Linked DNA regions of Zea mays: regions 2 and 3 are each linked to region 1. The links are chromatin contacts, called in public Hi-C maps. All regions are on one chromosome and are shown on one strand. The core of a region is the stretch at or near the end of the contact, and the rest is flanking DNA. Distances in the headings are between cores, read along the strand shown.

Region 1 (4,590 bases), core at 728-3,227:
TATCTTACATTGTCTACGTTTACTCTGTGCACAATACATTGTCGTGGTTTCCATTTAGCATTAGCCAAGAATATAAATTATAAAACATAAATACATATATGTTCTATTGGTTAGATAGGTGATGTGGTTTGGAACTAACAGCCATACAACAATGATTTGAATCCTTGTTTATGTATAGTTTTAGCTTTTTTTTACCGTGTGACTGTAGAAGTAGACTGGATAAATCTGTCGCCGTCCGTTTCCTATCCTGAACAATTTGCGAGTTCAGGACTTCACGCACAGCCCTATGAGTTGCGTGTCCTTCCTTACGTCCACAATATAAAACAACAAACGAACAAAAACGAAAACAGTGAAAGGAGAAAAAAGAACCTGGAAAACTGTGAGGCCTGGTGCCTCTGGCCACATCAACTGTTCACACTTTCAAACAAAAGCCGGAAGTCGGCAGCTATTTGAACTCTAGAAACTGGAGATCTTGGAATCTTTTGCATGCGATACATGCCGCCAAATTACAGGACTGGAGCATACGGTTCCAAGTGCATGAAACGAGTAGCGTTATTTTTGTCCCTTTCATGCATTTCACTACCTGAAGCTGGGCTGACAAACACACAATACTCAAGACTCAAGAAGCACGCAATACTGCAGTGCGCGCACGCCCGCAAACAACAGAGCACCTCAAAAGCGAGGGCGGGTACGCCCTCACAGCAACAGGCCACAGCTTTTCCGCGGCCACGCGTGAAAAGGCCACGTCGGCACGTAGGCCCAGAAAAATAACGCGTGGAAATCAGCGTCCACGTCGGCTCCGGACACGCCATGATGGATGCCGACGCCCGCAGGGGTGCGGTGCGGATTCCGAGCCGGTTGGTGGTCTGGTAGCACGGCAGCAGCCAGCAGGCTCAGCCGCTCAGGTGCGCAGTGCGCTGCGGCGGGGCGGTGGCAGTGGCACGGGAGGCGTTGTTGAGCTCGAACCAGACCTGCCGGAAGACCTTGACGATGCAGTCGTGGTGCTCGTCGGCGTTGAGCGACAGGTAGCACGCCAGCAGCGTCTCCAGCTCGTCGGGACGCCCCACCATGCGCTTGCTCGCGATCATCTCCACCATGGACGCCCGGAACGCGCGATGCGGGTCCCGCGTCCGCCGCACCACCGCGAACCGCTCCAGCTCCGACACCGCCGCGGCAGGCGGCCTAGGCGAGCGCACACGCACCGTGGCCTTCGCCGAGGAGAACGACCGCCGCCCGCTGACGGCGCGCCGGCGCCGGCGCCGGCGGTTCCGTGCCGTCGTCCGCTTCTCCTCGTCCGTGTCGGAATCGGAAGGCAGTGGGGGCAGCGTCGGCGTCAGCGTCCGCACCGGCGCCGGTGTCGGCGGCGCCGCCTTCGGGTTCGGGGAGAGGGAGACGAGGTGGCCGAGGTGAGGAAGGTCGCGGTCGCCACCGACCGAGTAGTGGCGACGACTGTGGTACAGCTGCCGCGCGGTCGCGGTCGCGGCCTCGGTCCTGGCGTCATCGTTGCCCACCGAGCGGCGGCGCGGGGCGATGCCTGCCACCGTGTCCCCGCCGGTAGCGTCGTCGCGACGGCAAGGGACAATGCCGGCTGCCTCTGCGTCGGCGGCGGATGATGACGAAGAGGCCAGGCTCAGGCTGCTTCGCGACGCCGACGCGGTGCTGGGGCTGGCGGGCTTGTGGAAGCAGGACGGGAATGCGGTGGCGGCCTGAGCCGTGTTCTTCGCCGCGGACGACGTCGCATGCACGACCTTGGTAGCGGGCACGCCGTTCCTGGCCGTGAGCTTGGCAAGCCATGCCAGGGGCAAGAAGGACGAGAAGCTGGCCTTGCTCTTCCCCTTGCTCTCTTGCTCCAGTGGTTGCAGGGATTCCTTGTGCCGTTGCTTACAGCTGCTTCTAAGTCCCCACCTCATGGCTGCGCGGCCGGGCAACAACTGGGGTTCTTGACGAGTTGGCGTTTCGTAGCTTGGGCGCTTTGGCTGGCTCTTCACCTTGGAGGCTGCAGGGCAGTGTTTGAGAGGGGCTGGGATTTTAAAGTGGGAGGTTTTTGGCGGGCTCAAGGCTCATGGGGAATGTGAGGTGGTTGGTGTGGCCGTGAGCCGTCTGGGTGCTATCGGAGATTTGCAACTTTCCGTAGAACAAAACGAAAGAAAGAGATTTGCAACGCAACTTGAGTTTTGAACTGTGAAGTGGTGAGAGCTTTCTGCCACGCCACAAGAAGTAGGGGCGAAAGTGCCTGTTTCACTTTTTTTCTTTCTCGGCGCTTCTTTCTCGTGCATGCGTGCTCCTGGGCTATGGCTGATTGATTTCCGTGATTGATGCCAGTGATTTTGAAGCCCTCTGGGCAGGAAAGGAGTACAAGTGTAACAGCGTGCTGCTACTATCTCTCGCTGTTTTTTCTTCTTCTTTTTTTCTAATAGGGGGGCCATGCAGATTAAAGAACAAGTGCCGGTCGTACCGCACTGCAGCCTTGCAGGAGTATGTGCAGTGCCTGCCGGAACATGGGCCCGAGCGAGTGTGCGGGCGGATTCTGTGCTTACCAAGATCTTGGACATCGTCCCACCTAATATCAGATCAGGAGATTGGCTGTGCATGGCTGGCACTAGTTCAACTGCTTAAGATCCGGTGTGACCCGCCCGACAGACCTTTGCGTGCGTGCGTGCGTGCGTGCGCCTGCGGCCTGCGCGCATGGATTTCGCTAGGGCCATCTTTGCGTGCACGCTCCTCCAATTGCTGGTCGTGGCACTGGCACACAACGACAGACACACAAAGCACCTCCAACGAGCAACCTCACACACACACACACCCCATGGCCCATGGACCATGCATGCACACACAAAAACACCGCCACGCGCCATGCGTTTCTTCTTCTCATCCCGGAGGCGGAGGAGCTCGCGCCACCCACCGACAGACAGTCGCACAGAAGTGCAGAAGCAGCGCGCGAGTGGCAGTGGCAGACACGCGCAGCGCAGATTGGGAAATTCGGACATGTCTGCTCCCGGCTACTGTTCCCGTTATTTCTCGCTGCGCCGCCTCTGCTGGTGCGCAGCAGCGAAGCCGAAGCGAGCACCGCCTGGCCTCGCGGCTTCATTGTTTGAATCGAACGGCGTCCGGGCGTCCTGCCACCCGGCGCCTTTTCCAGTTTTCTGACCGGCGACACGACGGCGGTCCATGGTAATAGTAAAGGAGTAAAAAGTAAAAAAAAAAACCGATGGTCCTGAGCAGATGCGGCGATGCGACAAACTTCTGGGGACGGTAAGCAGTAAAAAAGACTGATCGAGGTCCGCCTGCGTGCTTCTAAAAGCTTCTGATGCGCGCGGCACGCTGTTTCTGTGAATGAAGTATTCACAACTAATGCTTGTGTTGCGGAGGTCGCATTACTGTCTCACAATGCTACAAGCCTACTACAGAGGTTTCCGCTTTCCAGTACGCGTGGTCTGCTTGGCGTCGGTCGGACGAGGCGAGGTCTAGTACACCTTTGGTTCAAGCTACATGCCCAGCGCAGCGCTTACACATGACACGGCTCTGTTCTGTGGCACCCGGGCATGCAATGCAGTGCAGGTCAGTCAGCTGGTCCATGGCTCCATGCATCCCAAAAGGCAAGCTCTTCTGATAGCAACGTCTTTAATTCATCCATTCATCAGACACATGCCGCCAGGGCAGTCGATTCATCATCGGCGGTCTCGTACTCTCGTCCATGTGCATGTGCTCGGTCGTCTCCGTTCAAAAAATCGCCGTCTCCCTTTTTGTTGTCCTTTTTTTTCCTGCCGTAGCAAAGCTGTAGGCTCACTTTTAGCCATGCAATGCAGCGTGCCTCAAGAATTCGAATCGGAGTAGAGTAGATTGGGGGTGGGGCTCCTTCCCGTCCGGTTTTCGTTTACGGCACACTAGTACCATGTTTGAAATTTTGAATCCGAGGATGTGAAATGATATATAGTAGGTTTGATAGCTGCAAAACATGTAACCTAGTCGAGGCGTTTGCGCAGAATATGCAGGTATAGTCCAGTCTAGACTAGCTGCTGGTCTGTGGTCGTCTTGCTTTCACCTTTATGACTGTCAATTCACCCGACAAATAATTTAACTTTCCGGCATAAAGTTTAAAGTTTTTTTATTTGAAACAAGAATCTTAAAAAAAATGAAGATGCGGCCTGGTTCGGGTTCTGAAATGTGCTTTCGATAATTGATACACACGATTGACGATCCTAACCCTTTCCGTGGTTTGTAGAGCACAAAGAATTGCAAGGGGAAAAATTGCTTTCCCGGAACAACAGCCCAACGAGGCCCAGTTGTTCTGTCCGCATGGGTTCAACCGTACGGCCCATGAGCAGCGGTGACCAATAGGCAATTGTCTCCCGGCACAGCGAGCGAATTTCCGCAGCCACCATCCGGTTCTCTCCGATCTTGTCCATCCGAAAATCATGCTCGATCAGTGTGAACTGCATGTGCTCAGAAACTTTAATAGACTAGATAAATAGTTTTGTAAAGTTAAATTTAGTTATTATTAGAAGAAAAGTGTCTCCCTTATACCTTAGCTCTATGTCTGCTTCGTTAGCCATACATAATTATGAATTTAGAGAGGTCTTGGACTAGTCT
Region 2 (4,256 bases), core at 1,253-3,752, 320 kb after region 1:
GGTGAGCATATAAATGTAAATATAACAAGTATATAGCACATAACAAAACTAAGTTAAATCAAATTTGCCATCAACAAGAAAAATGGAATGGTTAGGGGGGATGCTTCAGATAACAAGATATTTGCCTGCCATAATGTGAGTTTCAGTAAACGCATCCATACTACCAAACAATTGAACTAAGAAGCAATTTGCAAGAAAAAGGTTAATAGGCAATTTTTATGGAGTTCATGCAACACACCTTTGCGAACTTAGAAAAAAAAAGATCGGCAAGATAATTAACTAATTCAATCTGGACTTGTTAATTTTGTTCAATAACAACATTCCCTTGAATTTAGTACTGTGATTTATTCTGAATGTCACGCTTTCACTGGGAGGTACATGCTGATGCATGAGCAATGTTCTGACTGCAATACACTTCAGGGCTTGTTCGTTTCGCCGTTAATCCATGTGGATTGAGTGGTATTGAGTCGGTTTAAATCCATAGCAAGTCAAAATCCATCCCAATCCATCCCAACACACCAATCCACATGGAATTGAAATAACCGAACAAGGCCTCACCATTAACTATAGTAGTTCTCAATCTCAAAAGAAAAAATTCACATCTGCTAACTAATACCAAATTGTAATTTTTGGGACCTTAAAATAAAGGTCACCAGGAAATTTGGTTGTCATTTTCATATTTGGCATACATTATAACATGCGCACTAAAACGAGAAAGAGAACATGTAGACCTGAGGCAATCAGCTAGTAGATGTTTTTTCTTACCCTTCCCTTGGGGAGCATGCCACGAACCGCATGTTCAATGATTCTCTCTGGAATTCTTTTCTGAAGTTGGTCAAAAGTTTCTTCTTTCATCCCTCCAGGCCTTCCGGAGTGCCTCCTATAAAGCTTTTGTGACCGCTTTTTACCAGAAACAGCAACCTTATCTGCATTGACCTATGTGAATAGAAAAGGTTGTTAATGACTCTCAGCATTGTAGTGTAACACAATAATGCATATCATCTACTCCATCTGTTCCAAATTATAAGATGTTTTGGTAATTCTAGATACATAGTTGTTACTAAATATCTGGACATGAATTATGTCTAAGTGCGTAGCAAAAGTAATGGATCCAAAAAAAATCCAAAAAGTCTTATAACTTGGAACTGAGGGAATACGTGGTAATGAGCCTTTAGAGATGCACCAGTCACAAAAGGACTATGCTAACATAAACATTAAACACAACTACAGTTGAAGATTATTTGAGGAAGGTTACTCACCTCAGTACCAAATAATCTGAGGGAAGTAAAGCATGTATACTAAGGCCCTGTTTGGAACCTCTACAGCTAATAGTTAGCTGCTAAAATTAGCTATACAGGTTCCAAACACCCACAACTAATTGTTAGCTAACTCACAGTTAACAATTAGTTCATTAGCTGGCTCAACCCAGCTAACAATTTGTTAGCTGGCTACCTGTTAACTGTAGGGATTCCAAACACTATAGGTATTGAGAGAACGCTTACCACAATAACAAAAGCTCCCATGTCTACACTAGGAGTGTAAGTGGGTTCATTCTTTCCCCTGATATGTACTGCAATGGTGGATGCTAGCCTGCCTAGGATCTTGTCTGTTGCATCAACAACATACCATGTCTTCTCGGTAGTTACATGATCTGCAGCCTTAGGATACCAGGTTGTATTCCATATGTCCTGCAAATTAAATCACTGAATCAGATTTCAGTAGACACAATTACTTGTGGAGTAATTCATTAGAAGAAAGAACAAGGCATAGTACAAACAAACCATTCACTTTGTACCCATAGTATTAGTAACTGATCCTAAACAAGTCACAATTATGAACAGGCTGGTTGGCAACCATCAGTTCACTTTGACTTGCATGTCCAATTAAGCTCATTTTTAATGAATTCTCTCTCACCACAAACAGCCCATGGGTAATTTTGGATATGATGGCACATGGCAGATAACATATATAATGTACGCAGTTCTATTGTAACTTGATTGCCCTTCATCATGCACATAAAAGGATAGTCGAAGCCTCTGAGGTGGATTAAGATGGCCACGGTGAAACATGAACAAAATAGGATGGACACTGTCAGTCCAGGGTTACAATCCTGCAAAACGAGCTGTGAAAATGTGCACATTGTTTCAAGAGAGGAAGAGAGAGCGTCGTACGGGGCCGCAGAGCTCGTCTCCCTCGAACATGAAGCGCTGCTCGCGGGGCACGAGCGCGGCGAGCGGCTGCCTCTTCTGCTTGTCGCTCTTCTCGCACCGCACGGCCAGTCCCACCGGGGCGGCCCGGCGCGGCCCCACGGACGCGGTCCGGGTCAGGCGGCGGTGGTAGTGGCGCGGGGCGAAGGCGGAGGAGAGCAACGTATGGGAGGCGACGGCCGTAGCCATTGCGGCACGGCGAGCGAGCGGCAACAGGAGGAGGATGTGCAGACGGTTGGTTCAGTGGGACGCGGCCATTTTTAGGCGCAGTGGGGAGCGTCAAGCGGATAAGGGGATAGGAGACAAAGAACAGGGAAAGGTTAACAAGAACATATGGGCTTCATGGGCTCAGAACGAAATGCAGATTTGGCCCATTACGACACCTTATCAGCTCATCTGAGATTTAAACGCTTCCTTTGAAACTCTTCCCAAACTCAGAATAATGGCGGTTCCATAATTCCATCTAAAAAAAAGAAATTCAATGTATTACTATTGGGCAAAGGGAGCTGCATTAACAAAATATAGCTTCAGACAGGACCATATTTTTTTCAAACGATTCCGCTGTTCAAGTACCAATTAGAAACATCGGTAATCAGAGAAATTCTCGAGTCCAAATAAAATGACGGGAACAGAACTTCCATTGCTGCTAGTTTCCGCGACAACCATCAGCAGCAGAAGCCGAATTAATTGATAACGGACACCATTTTCACATGTTCCATCAGGAAACGGAAAGGAGGCAGAAAAGTGTTCATTCTCTTCTAACCAAAGAAAGCATATCTTTTACATATATAGTGGCAACATCGTGTGATTGCGTTGCAGTGAAGCAACAGCTTAACGTGTTTCTGGTTCAGATCCAGGATTCCCTCGCAGGAAGAACGCAAAGATGATAATATACAACAACAAAATTGTGAACCAGAGATGTCGAGTATCGACGATTAGAACCATATGTAAATCAATGGTTAGTTGGCTACCAGCAAATGAACTGGGAGGAAGGTTACGAAGTAGTAGAAGACCCTGAATTTGTCTGTGTAAGAGGTTTTACTTTCCTTGTGTGACCCAAACTATTCACAAGATCCCTGCGAGTGCATACAGGAAACATGCTCAATCCATGCATGTTTAGCCGCCACAAAACGTATGGAAAACTGAGCTGATCACGAGATGTGAAGCGAACCACTTCATTAAACCAAGCACACATGAAATGGTTCGTTGCAGGGGTGAGTTCCCTCACAATAACAGAGGCTTCGGCTAGAGCTGAAAAATCAAACGGGTAAATTCATTATAACAGTTCGGAAAACATATACAGAGATATTCCACAGGAGCAAAAGAACAATTGTTTGAGAAAGATTAACAGACTGACCTTTCAGTCCGTGCAATCTTTTTGTGTCCGGCATTCCATCTTGACGATACCGAGTCAATTGTACCTCTACCTCTTCAGGGGTAGCCTTGTGCTTTTGAACAATAGCTTTCCCCTCATCATATATGTTACTCCGTGCTCCATGTTCAGAGATAGCAAATGTAGAGTTTGTCCTCCAAAGAAGAGCTTCAAGCATTCCTATAGGATCTCTTCGTAATTGGTATTTAGAGTCAACCCATATAGAGTACCTTGCCTCTGTGAAAAGGCGATGAGTCAACATCTGCAAAAATCATGTTAAGTGATTTAGTATCTGAACACACTTTGTTTCCCAATCCTAAAAATAAAATATCAGGCTTAGGAAAGTGAGAATGAGAATTTCTATCATGACAAATTGGTACAGAGGATAGATTATGACATCTTAAGATTTCTACCTTTGGTATCTTCCCATTTAATCGTTGATCTACAAAAGGGAGGCTCCTGACAACAATGATCCGCCACCTTCCTATCATGCTATCATCACCAATTACCTTTCCTTCAGCTTCCTGAGCTGCTAGTGTCACTTCATCCCAGAAAGCAACATAGCAAACCTGCTTTAACATAAGACCATGCGAACTTGTATAATCATCAAATGATGGCTTACTCTGACATTCAATTCTGAAAATAATGGAGAATGCAATACCCTGCCAATAGAAGAA
Region 3 (4,213 bases), core at 1,480-3,979, 310 kb before region 1:
TCAAGTGAAACACCTTACTAGGATGTTGTTGTTGCTGCTGTTGTTATCATTTGTTTATTTATTTCGTGAGGGAAGACATGCATGTTCGTATTGAGTATTGACCAAGATGCAAGAAATATTCATGACTTGATTTATATCCTAAAAGAATTAACTAGTCATTATAAATTTCAGCAATCAGTTCCAAACAAGAAGTAGAATACCATCCTGCAATAACTCAGTATGACCACGAATCTCACATGCTGATATTTCACTAGTAAAAATCAAACTACCTGGATCATGCCAGGGTGGTCACGAGGATTGTTCCCAGGCCATGGTGTACCGTCTTGCATGATCCAGCCTTCATCAGGTGTCTTTTGAGCCTTGGCAACCAAAGCATTTATCCTCACCTTGTACTCTTCATAGTCTCTCTGTGTAAACACAAGTACATAACATTATTTGTATAAAAACAAAGAGCATAACCAGTAAAAAAATGAATGTTGTTCAAACGTGCAACCAAGATCTACCTTCATAGCCCTACGCTCCTTGACAAAAGATGGGTGTATCTTGTCCTTCAAGTAGTCAATTTTCTGTGAGAAGTAGAACTCAGGAGCTCGTGGCTCAATGGCGTACTTCTTGCAAAACGGCACCCACTTTCTAGCATATTCTGCAGTCTCTGCGAGCGATTCAAATGTGAGCATAGCAGAACCATCATCAGATACATAGCATGAGATCTTCTCAACGGGATAGTCCACAGCAAGAATAGACAGCACAGTGTTTGCAGTGATTAGTGGAGGCTCTTTCAATGGATCCACTGTACTGACAAAGAAATCTACAGGTGCTAACCCAGATTCTTCACCATCTCCATATCTGTAACAAACATGAGACAAGGCTTATCAGATCCTGATGGTTGTTGATGCATATATATGATTCTTATGTGCTAGTAGGCTCTAACAAACATACCGTGCAATCAGCCTATCAACATAAGTCTCACGATTGATAGGATACCACTTCGGGAATTGATCCAATATCCAGGAGAAACCAAACCAGATCTCACATATAACTGATGTCATCCAGAGACCAAAGGCACTGTTAACAGGATTGGTGATACGGTAGTGAAAGAAGAGCCCAAGAACAATTAACCGCATAATGATCACTGCTCTGTAAGGTGTGAGCTTGTTCTTTGATATTGGGATGACCCGGGAGAGTGGCTCATATGCATCTGTCAAGCTGCAAAATTGTTTGTTGTTACAACATGTACAGAGATAGAAACGTCACATTTTAGTGAAAGTTATCACAAAGGCTTCAAACAATAAATGATGAGATTGAGACCTTTCAGGCATCTTATCAGAAATTAGGTACAGAGTTAAAAATATTGCGAAATAGGCTAGGATAGAGTTCACTTGTGCTAGATTGAACAGAAAACCAGATCTTGGGAAACGCTAGTGGTACTAAATAAATAAATGTCAATAGGCCAGGCTTAGTATCTGATTGAGGTGTCGTCGTGTTGAGTTAGGTTAAAATGAGGCCTGATAATGAGATATGAAACATAAATATGTATGTCACCATCCACAATTATTTCAGTGCTTTGGTTTACTAATTTCTACTCCAGTATAGCGAAGTCCATGCTTTAATGTCCTAAAAACAGTATATACACGGCACAGCAAGTTCAATTTCATCACACAAGTTCTGGGATCTAGTAAGATAAAGCTAACTTTGACGTATGTGAGAGAACCTCAATGTTGCCATTATATTAGAACAATGATCAGCTAAAAGCATTCTTAGTTTCACCTAATCAAGTATCATTTAACATTCGCAGTTCATTTATAATATCACTCTATGCATGGAGAAGGATAGGCACCTCAACGAGTCATAAAGAAAGATCTATAAATGGACGCTTCATCCTTACTCTTTTTCATCCATGATCTGTTCTTCGACAGGCGGAGGCTGTGCTTTAGCTGCAGTCTTTTTGGCCGAGGCTTTCTTCTCATTCTTCTTTTCCTTCCAACTCTCCACCCTGTTCTTCCAGATGGGCTTACCAGATTCATCATTCAATTCTGCAAATTCATAGTAAGGGTTGAAATTTCACTACCCCCACACCATCAGAAACAAAGGAAACAGGACGTAAATTATGAAGCAAGTAACCTTACCACTACCAATTCCCGACAAGCTGCTCATGGTCCTGGCGTGGCTTACTTCATCCTATTCCAGCAAAACTCAGTTACCCACAAAGTAAAAAATGACCAGAGTTTTCTAGAGACATCAGTTGCAGTGGCACACTGAACTGAACAAACAGAGAGGGGAAAACCACCTGGCGATCATTGAGGTGGCTGCCCATGGTGACCCTCTCACGCAGGCCACCGGCGGTGTGGTGGTTCTCCACCACCTCCTCCTCCGCCTCGGTTCCCTCGCTGGCGCGCGCTGGAACAGAGAGCGGTCGCATACACGTTAGCATTACCTCCCGAAAACCGGCAAAAGAAAACAGTACGATTCCGATACTCGCGACGCACCTGGGTTGATAGCGGCGTAGTCCCCTCCGCAGCGCGCGCATGTGGTGCGGCCCTCGGCGGCGTCCTCGTCGAGGCACGCCCTGCAGAGCGCGTAGCTGCACGCGCGGCAGGCAGCGCGCGCGTCGTCCCCGCACGCCGCGCAGGACTGGGCCGCCGCCGACTCCATCATGGCCCCTCCTCCTCACCCCGACGCGCGGCCTCGGGGATCAGGGTGTGATAGCTGGGTGTTGGGTGTGAGAGAATGGGAGAGAGAGGCTAAGCGTGCCGGAGGTTGGAGGCGTGGTGATATAGCGGTAGCCCATGATCGCGGGGTGATGGAAGCGGTGCGGTGAGGTGGCGCTGGCAGGCGGTGGGTGGAGTTGCGGCGTCGGCGTCGCATTGGCGGGTGGATGGAAAGAATGGAAGCAAAGAGTTGGGTGAGGGGAGGCGCCATGGGGAGGGAGAGGGAGGGGGTGCGTGCGTGCAGCAGGTGGGTTTTTTCCGCGGGGTTTTGCGGGGTTTCGAAGCGAAGACGACGTCGACGGGTGGGGTGATACAGCTTCCGCGCGCGCGGCCGCGCGGGGCGTAACCTGGAAGACGGGCAGATGGGGGGTCGGAGCACGGGGGTGGTTGGTAGGTTCCGTTGATGCGGTGGGGGTGGGTCCGTCAGTGCGGAAAGCCGCAAAGGTTAAACAATCTCTACCTGATGTCTTAGCCCAGATATAAAAAAAAAATCGATCCTGGAATCGGTCTGAAAAACTTCTCTTCTGTTGTGACCGTGTTGCCAGGAGATAAAAACTAATATAAAATATAGATACGGAAGGAGTAACATCACTATCATATGTAAAATCAATATAGTAAAGTATCATCATAACATTAATATTCTATTGACGAAATAAATATCTAATATTATTATAAAACAAATATAAAATATAGATACAAAACGATAAACATCAGTATGATATAAAAAATCGGTGTGCTAAAATATCACCGTAACACTAATATTCTATTGACGATATAAATATATAATATTATTATAAATACGACATGGTCACCCTTGGTAAGTTGAAACAAACATCACTATGACATCTTTGTTGTTTTTTATTTCATGTTGATGGGTAAATATAACTGAGAAACTTTCTATGTTTTCGTGTCCTTATCTACATGTTATGCAACATAATGTTCAGTATAACTGATTGACTTATCCTCAATTATGAGTTTATCCTAAAAAATCAATGAGATGATCCTGCTTTTTTTATGCTTATAAGAAACTAGATGAGTGCCCGTGTGTTGCAACGGAACCACTATATTGCAGCCTTCAAGCACAAGGGATTTACCACTTGCAACAGGCTAGAAGCTCATGTCTTCGGAAAATTCAGAAGAGGCAGAAATAAAAAAACAGAGTCCTTTGAAAGGGCAATAGATTACTGGTTAGGTTGCCTCGTGCTTATATATACACGCGCGCGTCTTGCTGCAGTGCATTTTTCCTGTCCCTGTGGGCTTGGCTTCTGTTCTTCCTACCTTGCGACGCTCATCAGACCAAAAGGAACAAAATCTCGAGTCATCGACGCCCAAGCAATCAAAATTGCCTCTCCAAAATTACCAAGCATGTGCTCGATGGTCTCCAGGCTCATGCCACCCCGGGTCGAGGCCTATCCAATGCACTGCCACTCCTCCACCTTAGTCTCCCTTGCCTCCAAGCCTTCGAGGGGCAGTGGAAGGCCCTCGCGACTCCCCTCGTGCACAAC

What was found. A called contact is a pair of places that touch in the nucleus more often than the background predicts.
Region 2: a Hi-C map of leaf shows a contact between it and region 1, with 5 times the contacts expected there. The contact joins the promoter of LOC100192010 here to the promoter of LOC100383186 in region 1. A contact is called at or near these places in 6 of 25 Hi-C or Micro-C datasets (bundle sheath, ear, leaf and 1 more).
Region 3: a Hi-C map of leaf shows a contact between it and region 1, with 2.8 times the contacts expected there. The contact joins the promoter of LOC542139 here to the promoter of LOC100383186 in region 1. A contact is called at or near these places in 9 of 25 Hi-C or Micro-C datasets (bundle sheath, ear, leaf and 3 more).

What each region holds. Positions count from the first base shown.
Region 1 is chr3:203,212,605-203,217,194 of Zm-B73-REFERENCE-NAM-5.0, reverse strand. LOC100383186 reads right to left here and starts at 1,977. Exons shown (of 1, transcript NM_001175849.1): 1 at 452-1,977. The coding sequence starts at 1,910. The coding sequence ends at 894.
Region 2 is chr3:202,897,175-202,901,430 of Zm-B73-REFERENCE-NAM-5.0, reverse strand. LOC100192010 (50S ribosomal protein L13, chloroplastic-like) reads right to left here and starts at 2,502. Exons shown (of 4, transcript NM_001137434.3): 1 at 2,172-2,502; 2 at 1,503-1,688; 3 at 766-936. The coding sequence starts at 2,396. LOC100285659 reads right to left here. Exons shown (of 6, transcript NM_001158550.2): 3 at 4,241-4,256; 4 at 3,993-4,148; 5 at 3,565-3,841; 6 at 2,817-3,458. The coding sequence ends at 3,202.
Region 3 is chr3:203,528,497-203,532,709 of Zm-B73-REFERENCE-NAM-5.0, reverse strand. LOC542139 (cellulose synthase 11) reads right to left here and starts at 2,729. Exons shown (of 13, transcript NM_001111766.2): 1 at 2,487-2,729; 2 at 2,288-2,397; 3 at 2,127-2,178; 4 at 1,886-2,033; 5 at 940-1,206; 6 at 504-846; 7 at 270-407. The coding sequence starts at 2,655.